Regions from separate parts of the Mus musculus genome. Here region 1 is linked to region 2. The links are chromatin contacts, called in public promoter capture Hi-C maps. All regions are on one chromosome and are shown on one strand. The core of a region is the stretch at or near the end of the contact, and the rest is flanking DNA. Distances in the headings are between cores, read along the strand shown.

Evidence for each region. Capture Hi-C pulls out chosen DNA fragments and counts their contacts.
Region 1: a contact with region 2 is called in a promoter capture Hi-C map of adipose tissue. The contact joins the promoter of Lyve1 here to the promoter of Ampd3 in region 2. A contact is called at or near these places in 6 of 39 promoter capture datasets (embryonic stem cells, hippocampal neurons, liver and 3 more), 1 of 115 datasets of contacts at active chromatin or transcription factors (pancreatic cancer cells) and 1 of 9 other capture datasets (adipose tissue).

What each region holds. Positions count from the first base shown.
Region 1 is chr7:110,857,428-110,864,488 of GRCm38.p6, forward strand. It overlaps Lyve1 (lymphatic vessel endothelial hyaluronan receptor 1), which reads right to left and starts at 5,526. Exons shown (of 6, transcript NM_053247.4): 1 at 5,357-5,526; 2 at 2,163-2,331; 3 at 1,934-2,073. The coding sequence starts at 5,441.
Region 2 is chr7:110,766,793-110,774,119 of GRCm38.p6, forward strand. Ampd3 (adenosine monophosphate deaminase 3) reads left to right here and starts at 1,414. Exons shown (of 15, transcript NM_001276301.1): 1 at 1,414-1,587. It also overlaps B430319F04Rik.

The DNA.
Region 1 (7,061 bases), core at 4,276-6,775, 95 kb after region 2:
CTAATAAATACAGAAAGGAGGACTGCTTTAGAAAAATCATTAATCTGTAGTCCCCTATATAATAACCATTTCCAGCAAGGACTAGTTTGGGGTGAGGATAATTTCATGGTACTAAAATATTGTATGTAAGGATACCTACTAACCACAAATGAGAAAATATATCCTTCTCGCTTCATTTTCAATCTGTTAGTCACCATCTTGAGCAAATCATCAGAGTAAAACAGTCAGTAATAGGAACTATTGACATTTGGTGGTGTTTGTTAGGCTGTGATTCCTACTACACATTACTCCCTACAGCATGCCTCACACATTGACCGGAAGTTGAAGAAGTTTCTTGACCTTTCAGGGTGTAGGAAGTAACATGGGCTGAGAGTACACCTTAAGCAAAAGTAGGAGGAAACAGATGAGTCTGAGGCCCCTTCCTCTCTTCTGTTTAGTCAGAGAGATGGGCACCACAGAACTGTGCCCCAGCAGGTGAGGAAGCGAGGCAGGACCAGCTCACAGGAATGGGGCGATGAGAGAGGCAGGCACACAGATAACTCTTTAGCTAAGACACTCTGAAGGGACAAGAAGGATGGCGACATGTCATCAGGGTGCAAGTCTTGACTCTGTCGCTAAATCCCTGCCCCCAAAACATGCATTCTGAACTGCTGGTGAGGGGAGAAAGCAGGATGGGTATCTTTAAGATTGCTTATGTCAAAGCTCTCTGCTTCAGAGAATTGCTTGGAATTCCTGGATCCAACTTTGCTGATGTTGGTGGGTGAACATTGTCTCTTAGATCTTGCAAATTAGTATTGAAATCTCTCTTGTGTATATATGACCACTCGCTAGCTAACCTTCAGGAAGTCAGACATATGAGTGCATGTGACAAGAAATGAATCAAGCAGCCTTCTTACCACACATGGAACAACTAACTGGGTAGTAGTTAAAAGAAATGCTCTGAGAAATGGCTTAGGAAAGCCATTAGATTAGGGCAACCAAGGCCTATGGGCAAGACCACGATGATGACTGCAAATCAGTCTTGCTCTCTAGGTTTCAATATCTTTCTTCAAAAGAGGGAGATTGGTACTTGTTTTCAAAATGTCAGGTGGGATCGTGGAAGGATGTGGTGTCAGAGTTAGACCCAAGCACAGCTCAAGTGTATCCTCCAATGTTTGTGTGTAAGAATCCAATGTGGTAACACCAAGAAGTGGTAGGACCTTTAAGGGGTGGAGCCTAGCAGGAGGTCATAAAGGGTACCGCAGCCATCCGTGAGTTCTCCTGGGACCCTGGTTGGTGCTAGGATGCATTATACTCCTGCATCCCTCTCTGGCATCCAATCTCAGCACACATAACGCTTCTCTTACACATTCCACCCTTTGCGATGACATGAAATCCTCTCCAAGGTCAAGTTGCTGTTACGCCACGACCTTGATTCTCCAGAAGTCTGAGCTACTCTTCCTTTCTTTATAAATTGATCAGCTGCAGGTATTTCATCACAGTAATGGAGAATGTCCAACACAGATACATAAGACCAGTGGATTAAAGTTCCCATGGCTATATTTCCTTGTTTGTAGATGGGATGATAAGGCTTCCTCAAGGGAAGTTCAAAGTTCTGCAAGATAGCTAACTTCTCAACTGCTTTGTCCAGAGGGATGCATCCATACATATAGACATCTGTTTATTTCCCACTTCCTGTTTATCTTATAGGAAACCCGGGCAGCGGAGGTAATAGCCGAGCCTCTGGAAACCCTTATTCTTACGCTACCACTCAATCCTACTTTCCCAAATATTTTCCTCTGAGGGGTACATTGCTCCCCACAGCCTGGTCTGGTAATATTTCGATAACCCACAACTGCTTCTGCTGCTACTCAGGCTGCTCATCCCAGACAGGTCCCAGATCTTGAGACACCCAGAGAATGAGCCACATGAAGTGGCTCAGGGTCTGACTCACCGGATGAGTTGTGGCAATAGGCTTTGAACTTTTGGCTGGAGGGAGCATTCCAAATCAGGACACCTTTGCCATTCTTCCCACACCTGGGGTTTGAGAAAATCCGAGGGATGACAGAGAACTGTTCTCCAACCCATCCATAGCTGTAGAAGAGCACACGTTGGACAAAGGTTAGAAGGCACCATATCTACCACTAAGCAGGAACACTGGCTTTAGTGAAGCTCTTTGTTACCTGCAAGTCTCAAAGCCAGATTTCTGCGCTGACTCTACCTGGTCCCTGCTGGCCAGAGTCAGTCCCAGCATCTTACAGGCCTCGTTGGCTTCTGTGAAATTCATCTGTGGGTTTTTGTTTCTGCCCACAAGGGCAACGCCCATGATTCTGCATGTAGAAATGGAAAGGTCTGGAAAGAAATCATAAAGTCCTCAGTTTGCTTCCAGCTTTGTTCCCAGCTCTCAGAGAATCATTGTCTTGACCCTGGTCTGTGAGGCTGGTGTTGAACTTAGTTATGATTCAAGCCAAGAATATCCCACACGGACTGCTCGCTGGGTTAGATGCTTGTACTGCCTGATTGAGGCTGTAAATCTCCAGATCCCAAGCCCACTGAACGCTATGTACTAAGGAAGCTTTAGCTATCAATTGTTCCAGCGTGGGGGGTCTAGGTGATTTAGATGCTGCAAGCTTTCTTTTTCTTTTTTTTAGTCTATGTAAGGAAGCCTCCGAGAGTTCAAAGAAAACTCAGAGCTCTGGTTAACAGCATAATCACTAGCAATACTCCAAAGTAATGTGTCTCTGTTTTGAAAGAGGCGTATACTTGCTAGAAGAGAATGTGAGTTCTCCGTTTCAGGTCCTTTCTGGCCATTGGAGGACAGGCTTACTCAGAAATTCCTGGAGGAGCCTGCAGGAAATCTTGCAGGGCAGGGAAACTAAATAAAGGAAGTTGAGTTTCAACATCAGGGCGGGCTTGGCTATCACCTGCTCTCTGTAACTCTGAGACCTTGCAACTTTGTTACGTTATCTTTTTGAGCCCATTTCCTTATTTGGAATAGAGAGAGTAATGATCCACTGGGCAGAGGGTAGCAGGAGTTACAGGAGTGAGTTCTAGCAGGGCTTAGCATCTGCCACATACTAGGTACTAATAGATAATAGCGTCCTTTGGGCTTCAGAACATTCTGATGTTATCTACCAAAGACTGATCTTGGGAAGGCGGAGGCAATGGTACTTGTCAGAATATTTTTCTCAAAATCTACTGGATTTGGGAGCTCTTTTGACACACTTCCCTGGAACTTATAGATCTATGTAAAATTACCATGTATTATATCCCTTATATTACCTTACTTCTGCTGGGCTTTATTATGAAAATCTACTTTAAAAAGGCATTTTAGCCTTGTAAATAGTGGCTATGCAAGACTCTAGCAGGGATACCCAGCCTTTGGCCTATGGACCACACAAACTTTTAGTCTAGTGGTTCAAAATAGTAAACTTACTTAAAACATTGGGAAATTTTCTTGTGAGATTCTCTCATTCCCTCCCTCTCCCTCCCTCCCTCTCTCATCTGTTGAGCTTTGTCTATGAAAGTTCATCTCAAGTTCCCAAGCCTCTGAGAAAAACGTCATGCCTCTCCTGCTGTTGAGTAGCTGTTGGGACTTTGGGGACAAGTTAGGGCTTTCATCTGTGAAGTTGCACCTTGTGAGGCCCTGTAGTTGGAAGTAAATTAGGTAGCTTGTCCCTAGCAGAACTCTAATCCGTGCAAATCAGTCAAACATACAAATTTCATGCTTTCTGATTTCATCTAGAAATTCTAATATCAAGCTGGAATCCAAGGCTACACGTTCTATAAGACTTAGAAAATGTCACAGATCACGGGAACAGCGTGCTCTTGGGAGTCTGATAGGGCGGAGGCAATACCAAGTGTTAGGATCGTCTACCTGCGGGGCCTTAGACGAACCCCTTGGATGCACGGAGACTGTTTTTTCCCACATAGGAAATGTTTTCTGACAGAGGAGTCAGTGCGACTCTACACACGCTCCATTCTGACTCTCTCTGTAACAAGCCTTTTAAGAAGTTCCTGTCTGCACCCACTGCTCACCTCAGCACCACTGAGGCCAGCTGGATGATGGTAACTTTCTACTCTTTGCAAGAACTTAATTTCCTTAGGAAACAAAATGCCATTGTTGAGGAGGAAGCAAATAGTGTGGCAGGGGTCTAAGAGCGAGGGATGTGGCTCAGTTTGGAGTACCTGTCTAGCAGGCACAAAGCCTGAAATTCATGCTTTGTCACAGCGTGGGACTGAACACGACACTCTTGTAATCCCTACATCTACTGTGTGAAGGAAGAAAGGATCACTTCAAGATCACTTTCAGCTACATAGTGAACGTATGGCTAGCCTGGGCTACAAGAGACCCCCCCCCCCCGCCAAAAAAAAACCCCAAAGCATAACAAACAAACAAACAAACAAACAAACAAAAAAACCTTCCAAAATAATTGGTGTAATTGTAGCACTGTGGACTGTGGGGTGTGTGTGTGTGTGTGTGTGTGTGTGTGTGTGTGTGTGTGTGTGTGTGTTTGTTGTGTGTATGGCCTCCTGATGGCATTGCTAAGAGGACCAGGTTTATTTTAAAGTGACAGTTCTGGTATTGGTGGGGGGGAGGAGGCATAATCATCTACTCTAATCTCTCATAAAAGTCAAATCCAGCAATATATGAATCAACTCCGAACATCTGATCCTGATATGTCTCCTGTTTCAGGGCATCTTCAGCAGAAGGGTTCTCTTTAATGAACCTGTTACTTCACTTGCCCAGGACAGTAATAAGTGGTTTGTGATTTCAGCGTTTTTCCTACTATGCCAAATGAGGTCTCCATGAACGCAGCCCACAAACACAGAAGCAACTGGAGTCCCTCCCTTCACAGCTGCTGATGGGAAACATTTAAACCCAAATTGTCAGTTAATTCCCTGCAGATTAAAGTTACTGCAGATTAAAACATTGCATTCCTCTAGTGGCAGAATATCCTTGCGATTAAAGCAATTATATTAACAGAGTAGTATAAAGTGGGCAGGATTTAATAAAATATACCCATTTTTCCTTGGACTTGATGACTGCTTTCAATGTTCATAACCTTGGTTTGCTCCTTGAATAAAATCCTTTAAAAACAAATGACTTCTCATTTTTAAAAAAAGTCAAATTATTATCGTTAAAAACTTTCCATAACCCCAAATAAAATTCTAAGTGATGTCAAGGTGAGTGTGAGTCATTTGGAGAGTCTGCAGTGCAGTCAAACCTCTTTGGGTAAGCAATAAGATCCACTCAATCTGATAACCTCACAAGTCTCCTCCATTCCCAACAGTCCATGGTCAAGAGCAGGGGGAGCCTTGGACGCTTCCCAAGCCCTTGTGTAGCCTCCGTGTAGAAACCTGGTAAGACACCTACCTTGCACGAGGTCGGCACCTTGGACTGGGTGCCTAGTGGTCCAAATAGAGGCGAGGAGTAACACCAGGCTAGTGTGCTGGAGCATTGTGCAGATCCCTCCGGGGCACTGTGGCTGGCCACCCGCAGTAAGGGAGACAGATGTTCAATCACCAAGCTGGATGGAGAGTTCTGGAAATAGGCTGAGGATTTCCCTGCTTTCAAGCTTCTGATTTGTCAAAATCACTGGAGGAAATGAATGACATCCCTTGAACGCCCAGGCTGTACTTTGTGGATGGCTTTCTGGAACATTTAGCTAATGCTGACTCAGAAAGCACACGGGTGAGGAAGGCAGATAGCACTGTGTCAGCTGCTGAAGATTTCCCCAGTTCCCATATTCCCCTGTGGACTCAGTTCCCACACTCTCCAGTGTGATGCTTTGCGGAGCCCATTCATTCATGTCCGCCCGTGACTGGCTCTGCCGCTAAGAGACTGAAGATGGATTGTGTTTCTTTTCCTTTGTACAAGCAGTGCCCACCACCTCTCAGATGCATTGCCTTGTAATGTGTAAGGAAATAATAGTGAGGCTTAGGATAGTGACTGCTCATAAAAGCACCACTCCTTCCTTTGGAACTTCTTACATACACGGGACAGATCAACATTGCTAGGAGATTCATTTTTCAGAGAGACAAGACTCATAAAAGTCTTATCTGGAGCTGAAACAGTGGCTTAACAGTTCAGAGCATGGGCTGCCCTTCCAGAGGGCCTGAGTTTGGATCCCAGAACCCACACTGGGCAGCTCATAACCACCTGGAATTCCAACCCCAGGGGATTTATGCCATCTTCTAATTTCTGCAGACACCCACGCTCATTGCACATACCCACTCACAAGTATGCATACAGATTAATAAATCATTTTTAAAATTCACAGTTATAAAACATAAGTAACAAACCATTTATTTTTTTAAAAAAATTAGACACTTTGCACCTTACAAAAGGAGTTTTGATTTGTGTAACAGTGATCACCACAGGGATTATTGTGTCACAGTTCCCACAGTTACTTTTCGCTGGGTGCTGGTGGAATTCATCTTAGACTCCAACGTCTTCATGTGACACATATGACAGACAGCCACACTGTGTTAAATCAGAATGCACTCTGTATCTCCAAGCGGGGTTTTCAGTGGTTCTTCTTCAATAATTACAGTTGGAGCTCTGGAGTAACGCCTGGAGCAAAGGGCTGTGAGTTTTCCTCAAAAGTAAGTGTCCTTTATGGGAGTGGTAGTGTGTGTGTGTGTGTGTGTGTGTGTGTGTGTGTGTGTGTGTGTCCATATGTGGCTATGTGTACATGAGTGCAAATACCCAGGAGACCAAAAGAGGGTATCAGACCCTAAAGAGCTGGGGTTACACATAGTTATGAGCTGCCTAACATGGATGCTGGGAACTGAACTCAGGTCCTCTGCAAGAACAGAACTTAATTTTAAATACTGAGCCATTTGCCCAGTGTTGCCTATTTAATTCAACACTCGAATCACATGGATAATTACTTAATTGTACTGGTACAGACGTAGATACATGTGCAAAAAATGCCAGTAATGAGACTCTATTCTTCACAAACACTGAGAGTTTCTAGGCAAGCAAGGAAATAGCCCCTGAATATCTCTGATGTAAATGTGTTTGCACACAAGCCCTGGGGAGTGCATTAGAACATGTGACTCTAGCACTGTAGTTC
Region 2 (7,327 bases), core at 164-2,663:
CTGTTTATCTTTGGGTATCTATCTTCTTAGGAAACAAATAACAACAGCCAGAGTCCTGGAGAGATGGCTCAGCAGTCAAGAGTACTTGTTCTTGCAGAAGATCCAAGTTCCATTCCCAGAATCTACTCGGTGACGTATAACACTCATAACTCCAGTTCTAGGGGAGACAATGCCCTCTTTTGACTTCCTCATGCACCAAATACACAGGTATGCACAGACATATATGGGAACAAAAGGTTCATGCACATAAATAAATCTAAAAAAAATTAAGGTTCAGCAAACTAGCTAGCTTTTTGTTTCTGTTTCTGTTTGTTTGTTTTTCTGTTAGACAGGGTTTCTTTGTATAACAGAGCCCTGGCTGTCCTGGACTTGCTTTGTAGACCAGGCCGGTCTCAAACTCAAAGATAGCTGTATGCTGCTTGAGTGCTGGGATCAAAGGCATGGACCACCAAGCCTGGCCTAGCAAACTAGTTTAATCACGGTTCTTTCACCAAGCCGATCATGGGCAACTTTAAAGCAAGAAGAAAAAGATGCAGCATACTATTCATTAAAAGGAAAATAATTTTCTGGGTTGATGGTATGTGCCTTTAATCCCAGCAGTCTGGAGGCAGAAGGAGGGTCCATATAGCAAAATCCAGGTGAGCCAGGGCTGCATAGTGAGATCCTGTCGTATTTTTAAATTATTGCTTCATTTTTATCACATCTTTAACATTTTAAGTGTGCTATGTAATGTATATTAGCAGTCATGTGAGTATCATTGATAAATATGTAGATTGCAAGCATCAGGCTATGAAGTAGAAAGAATAAAATTTGGTGCTTAAATGAGACAGCTGTGAAGTGAATGAAAACTCACAGTAGCAGTAACTCTGTGAAAGAGGCACAAGTCAAAAGGTGGCTCCCCAGTGTGGCTTAAAGTGGGGGTGCTTGGGTGAGGTCACTGGTCAAGACTAAAACCACCAGCAGGCAATTAGGAGTTGGGCCTAGGAATCTCTGGTTGAGATGCACCTGCCGCTCTAGAGTATTCTGGGCCTAAGAGTTTACTAGCTTATCAGCAGGCAGGAGGCCATTAAAACCACCTGGATGGGCCTGGATTCTCTGAGTTAGCTCCAGAAATGATCCAGGGAGCTGGCATCCCGAGACTCCTCGGAGCAGGAGCAGCATAATGGAAAACCAGGCCATGGAGGCTAAGAAACCGGTCACTCTGTGGAAGTCTGTGGAAGCCAGCGGCGGCAGACACCCAGTGCTAACTTTGGGAGCTGTGTTCCAGGAAGGAAGGCGTGGTCAGCAGGCTGCAGTGCTGGGAAGAGGTGAGCAAGGGTGCACAGAAAGCTCCCGCTGGCCTTGGCAACTCAGAGGTCATTCCGGACTTTGAGGGGCTGGCATAGAAACTAGACCGCAGAAGGCTGGGAAGCAAGGAAGTGTGTGTGTGTGTGTGTGTGTGTGTGTGTGTGTGTGTGTGTGTGTGTGTGTGTGTGTGTGTGTACACGCGCGCGCCCGTGTGTGTTGGGAGGGGCGGGAAGGTGATTCAAGGGACCGGTCCAACACCTGGAGAAAACCAACGCTTGCTGGTCGGTTTAGCTACCAAGAGTAAGTGTCGTGGAGGGAACCATGCCTCTAGAATCTCGTTTTTTGGGGAAAGTCCTGGTTGGGAGGGGAGGAGGAGGTGGGCAAACACCTCGAGGCGCAGCAGCTAGATTGGTGGTAGGGAGGCTCAGAGCGGGTATCCCTGCTGGCATCTGACCCGGGACAGTGTCGCGGCCCCACGGAGCCCGGGTGGAGCCGGACTCGCTTCCGGCCGAGGACAGGGAGGCTGCCGCGCCCGGGTGCTTAGGTTTCCTGCTGGCAGCGCGGCCCAGCGCCTCGGGTAGCTTCGGGTCCTCCAGGTAGTGCGCGATCCCGCTGCACAGGCTCTCTGCCCCGCCACCGGGCCCTGCCGCACAGCGCTCAGCCTGGTCCCCACCAGTCGCGGGCTCCTGCGGGGCGGGCACGGGCTGCAAGCGCGGCCTGGTCGGGTCCAGCTCCACGTACCGGGCCGCGCAGGCGTCAGTGCGCTGCTGCCGCTGCCCTGTGCGCCCTGCCCGGCGCGGCACCTGCGCTCCAGCCCGGCAGCCGGCCCCCATGGCCCTGCCCTCCGAATCCGGTGAGTGCGCGCGATGCTGCGCCGCTGACCTTGGGCCGGCGCTCTGTGCCCAGTCCCCTCTGTGCTCAGAGACCAGAACCTCCGCAGCTCCCACCTCCAGAGCCTGTTCCCCGTCCCTACCCAGCGGTGGCCTGGGTCCTGGCCTCTGGTGAGCCTGCAGCACCTCTGGTTCCTGGCTTAGAGAAAAATCTCAAGATTTAGGGAAATTAAAGGAACCGGGCATGCTAGCTTTTGAGCTCCTGGACAAGTTTCTAGGTGCCTGAGCCTCACTGGGTGTGTTGGGCTGGGGTGAACTTCTAGGTGGAGGCAGAGGTATGGACCAGATGATGAGTCCGTTTGAGGACCCCTTTCTTACCTCCTGTCACTGGGCAAGTCACTGGGAGTACACCCTTGTGCTGTAGTAGGTTGGTTCCGCCCTTGAACTTCCTGCAGCTGCTTTAAGAGCAGATCTGCTAATGGCTGGTCTAGGCTGGCAGAGGCCTGTGATGCAAGTTTGAGAGGCCCCTTAGTAGATGTTTTCTAACGGGAGTGTCCCCAAACTGCATGTGGCTGGTGAGAAATAAGCAAAGTTACTGGAGTAAAGCTGACAGCAGTATGCCCAGTATGGTCCTGAGCAGTTGTGGGCTGAGCAGGGACCTCTTTAAGAAGACATGCTTTGTACCCTAGGTACAAAGAGTCAATGCCAAGTTGCAGGCAGCCGTGGAGCCTCTGTCTGTTCCAGCTCCATCATCACCTTCACCTCAGAGGAAGTGTTGACTGCAGACTGGGGGAGTCCGCCTGTCCAGGTTGCAACTTGGAGGGACTTGGCTTGCTCTGAAGAGGCTGGTAGTACCTGGTCCTCTCTAGGTGGGCTGGTGTGAGACTCTAACCTTTCAGGCCTATCCATCCTTAGCCCAGCCTCAAACCTGAAATCCTGAATACAGGCGGACTGGCTCTCACCAGCATTGTGTTCTTTGAGATAAAAGGTTTGCTTTTCCTGTTCTTACTCTTGCTGAGTCCCTCTTCAGATGGCCTCTGAGTCAATCCCAGATCTTGGCAGTATCTTGGGCAGGTGAAATGTAGGCTTAGAATTAAGTTGGAATATACTTTTCTTTCCCAAAGCAATTCAGTGGCCTGTTTCTGTTGTCAAGTATATTAATCCCTATTTCCTCCATGTGCTGTCTGCAGTTCTAGAAGAGACAATGGCTCTGCCTTTTAATCCACAGTATGAGGAGCTGATGAGGGTGCAGGCTGATTGATGGCTGGAGTCCAGGATGTGCACAGTCCCTAGGAAGAAGCAAACTATAGAGGAAATGACCCCCCCCCCCCATGCAGCTTCACATTTAAATATGGCTTCTGTCTCCCTGTACCACATAGGAACTTGGGAGAGTACCAGCTCCACCATGGTGTTTGATAAATGTCAAATAAAAGGAGTCAGTGTCTGGATGAAACTTCACATTCGTTTTCCCTGCTGGATTCTCTTGTATCTGATGTCAGAATGATGAAGAAGATAGTGATGCTGACAGCTAATACCTACAAAGAACATATGCTGAGCTAGGGATGAGTCTAAACAACTCTCATGTGCTGCCTGACTAATCATGGCATCTCATGGCATTGCCATTTCCATTACTCTTCTTTTATAGGGAATAAAAAACCACGGAAAGTTTCATCATCTGCCCAAGGCCATATAAATAAGTGGTGGAACAGGATTCAAAGCCAGGTAGTCTGGCTTGAGTCTATGTGCTTAACCATACACATGGCTGACTCTCGAGATCACCACAAGGAGATGGCCTCTGCTTAGACCATTCCCTCCTCTGTTATCTTATGTAAATATCTATTCAACATGTGTGTGTGTGTGTGTGTGTGTGTGTACTGGGTACTTAGCACTGTGGTATAATCACAAATAAGATAGGTGATGTGTGCGGACGTGATATTTACCAGGTGCCCAACTCTTGTCACACACATCTCAGAAATGAGAAGGAAATGGGCCCCTCTGGGCAAGCCTGTGCCTTGCCTTTAGAGAGTAGAGTGGTGTGTTTCATGATGAGACATAATTTGATTCCAGCTTTTCATGCCAGACACAGACAATTAAGTGATAAAAACGAACACGCCCTGGTCTCTGGAGTAGGAGATACAGGCCTCCCGTCTTGTTATCATAGGTCATCCCGAAATCCACTCAGGAGGGTTTGGGAAGGACATGGGGAAGCTGGGGAGTTGGTTCAGTGGGTAAAGTGCTTGCTGCTCAAGGTTGAAGACCTCAGTTCAGAGTCCTAGAATGCACAGAGGAAGTGGGTGTGTCAGTGTTCTCCAGGAACCCCCAGCACTAGGTGGATGAGACAGGCTGATCCTGGGGCCTCCTGGCCAAGCTAGCTGAATAGAGACCAGCTTAGTAAAGAGATCTTCTCTTAGAAAGATAAGGTGGAGAGCAACTGAGGGAACTGACATCAACCTCTGGCCACACATGTTCCGGTGAATACACATGCTACTTGTACAACACACACACACACCACAATCCTCCCCCACCCCCACCCCAGGGAACTGAGGCTTTAAGCATGGGATGAGCACTCCTCAGTCCAGTGAGGCATGTGGGCCACAGAGAAGAGCAGTATGCCAGTCTCAAGGTAAACTGTGGTCCTGAACATTACTGGTCCTCCTGAGACAGAGCTGTCCCTGTCCATTTAGCTCAATGGGACCCTCAGCCATTGTTCCTCCCTTGTCAACAGAGCAGAGCTGCCTCCATGCTCTGTCTAGACCTGGTGGAGTTGGCCCCACACCTTTATCTTGGCCTCAGGATGGCAGCTTTCTCTAAAATGGAAACTGCAGACCTAGTGGAAGGCGTTTCCCAGCTCTGATGACACGGGATATTAATAGGTATTTTTTCCCATGGTGGGATTGCCAGTGAAGTGTGCTAAGTATCTTTCTTTATTGCAAGACTTCTCTCATGGCTATGCTAGTAGAAACTGTGTGGAAATCCCTGTAAGAGAAGACAGTGTTTCCAGATCTTCCCTTTTGGAGTCTACAGACTGCACTTTGTTTAGACCAAGGCCACCTAGAATCCCATTAAAGTTGGAGGATAAAATGACCGGAATGTGTTGGACTTTGAGCCATGATCCAGGATGCTCTCTGATCACTTCTCCCACATACCATCCCCTTCCCCAAATGCCAGGAGTGAGAGTGATTTGTTCTAATTGTCTTTTGACAGGACAAATTTGTATGTATGTGTGTGTGTATGTGTGTGTGTATGTGTGTGTGTCTGTCTGTCTGTGTGTGTGTGTGTGTGTGTGTGTCTGTCTGTCTGTCTGTCTGTCTGTCTGTCTGTCTAAGGGTGTCAGAGTTATAAGTGGTTGCTTAATATACATGCTGGGGGTGAACTGAGGTTCTCTGGAAGAGCAAGAATCACTCTTAACCATTGAGCCATCTCTTCAGCCCCTTGACAGAACAATTTTAAGGGCTTGGCTTCCCCTTCTCCCATGCTGTAAGCATTTTGAATTATTTAATGAATAAACATTGCCCTCCTTCCAGGTTGTGTGTGGCCTGCTGACTGTACTGTTTATGAGACAGTTGTGTGGACAGGTGGACTGTAATCTCAGGGTTGCTGAAGCCCAGCAGTGGGTCACGTGTCAGCTCTGTAATCCTGCTCTAGGCTCACAGGAGTTACAGTGTGGGCACAGCAAGGCACAACCTCTCGACTGGGCACGAGGAGGTGACTCAGGTCCAAGACAGGGCTACAGCTAGCCTCCTGGTAAACAACTGACCTGTCCTCCCTGGACTCCTCTCCTCAGGATTTCAACAGCACTAGAAATAGCCATCCCACTCAGGGGAATTTCCTAGAGCCACACAGTTTGTTGAAGTCACTGGAAGGCTGCGTGTCTCCCCAGAATCTCCCCATTCTCCTAACGGGCTGAGCTTTGTGTCTGTGTTGTCCTCTGTGGGCCACTTCAGAAAGCACAGTGATAGAATCCAGTGTGCACTTTGGGAAGTTACTGTGAGTAGTGGCAAGAAGGGAGGGCAGGGGTGAGCTTGGGTGGGCCAGGTGTGGGGTGCTTGTCTGTCCTGTCTGTGAGTGTGTTGTGCATACATTTGTATGCAGTCACGTGTGTGTGTGTGTGTGTGTGTATGAGTGTGAGTGAGTGAACCTCTTCTTCATCTTCATTTTTCTTTCTTTTTTTATTTTTCTTTTTATTTCTTTGAGTCATGTTTCTCTGTGTAGCCCTGGCTGTTCTGGAACTCTCTCTGTAGACCAGACTGGCCTCAAGTCAGAGATTCACCTGCCTCTGCCTCTGGGCGATGGATAGTGTACCATCACGGTTCTTTTAGGGAAGAAAGGGAAGAGTAGGGAAAGGCTTCGTCTCAGCTGCCTGCCCTTCAGCCAGCGCCTCAGAGCTGAGGCCGCCCCTTATTCTGGGCTCTGTTCCTTCCTAGACAAGGAGGAAGCACTTCATAGTCCTTTCCTCTTTTTGGGGGGGAGGGGAAGGAGGAAGTAGTGTTGGGCTCTGGGTTCCTTGTTGACTTGTGGGGAGCCTTCGGGAGGGTTGTTTTGCATGAGGGGGCTTCTGAGTCCCTACTGTAGATGAATCCCCTTAATGAGGTGAGACCTATGGCCCCAATCAATCCTAAAATGGGGTTCATACTGGAAGCAGCCAAACTGATGCTATCATCATCCGTCTGTCCCTCCTCAGCTTTCAGAGGAGCCTGGGTGTTGGAGGAAGGGCAGCTTATCTTGTGTGGTTGCCCAGGAGGGCAGCGGTGCTGGCTGCTTTCATTTCTTCTGGTGAAGGCTGGGAGCGGGGCCAGGACGTGGTGTTCAGGATCCTGTATCCATTTTGCCTTGGATAACTGGCAGTACCTGAGGCCTTTAGGGCCTTTTGGAAATTTTCCACTTGCATTTCGTATTCGCAGGAGAATTTCCAGCCCAGACTTTTCCTGCTCCCAGATATGCAAAGCAGAGACCTCCCACCCCAGCGGCAGCAGGCAGGACTCAGCTAGCTGCTCCTGCTCTGACTCAGCTCCGGGCAGCACAGGATCCTGTGTGGCATCCTCAGGATCATTTATGGAGGCGCCAGGCTCAGGTCTGTGCCATGGGTTCTGCATCTAGGTTCTGGCCGGAGGAGGGAACAGGTTTGTTAGTGTAAGGCAGGATTTTGGTGGCACCGGGCTTCCTTTGTGCTGTGCAAAGTTGCTGTTTGTTGAAATTGGGGGCATTTTAGC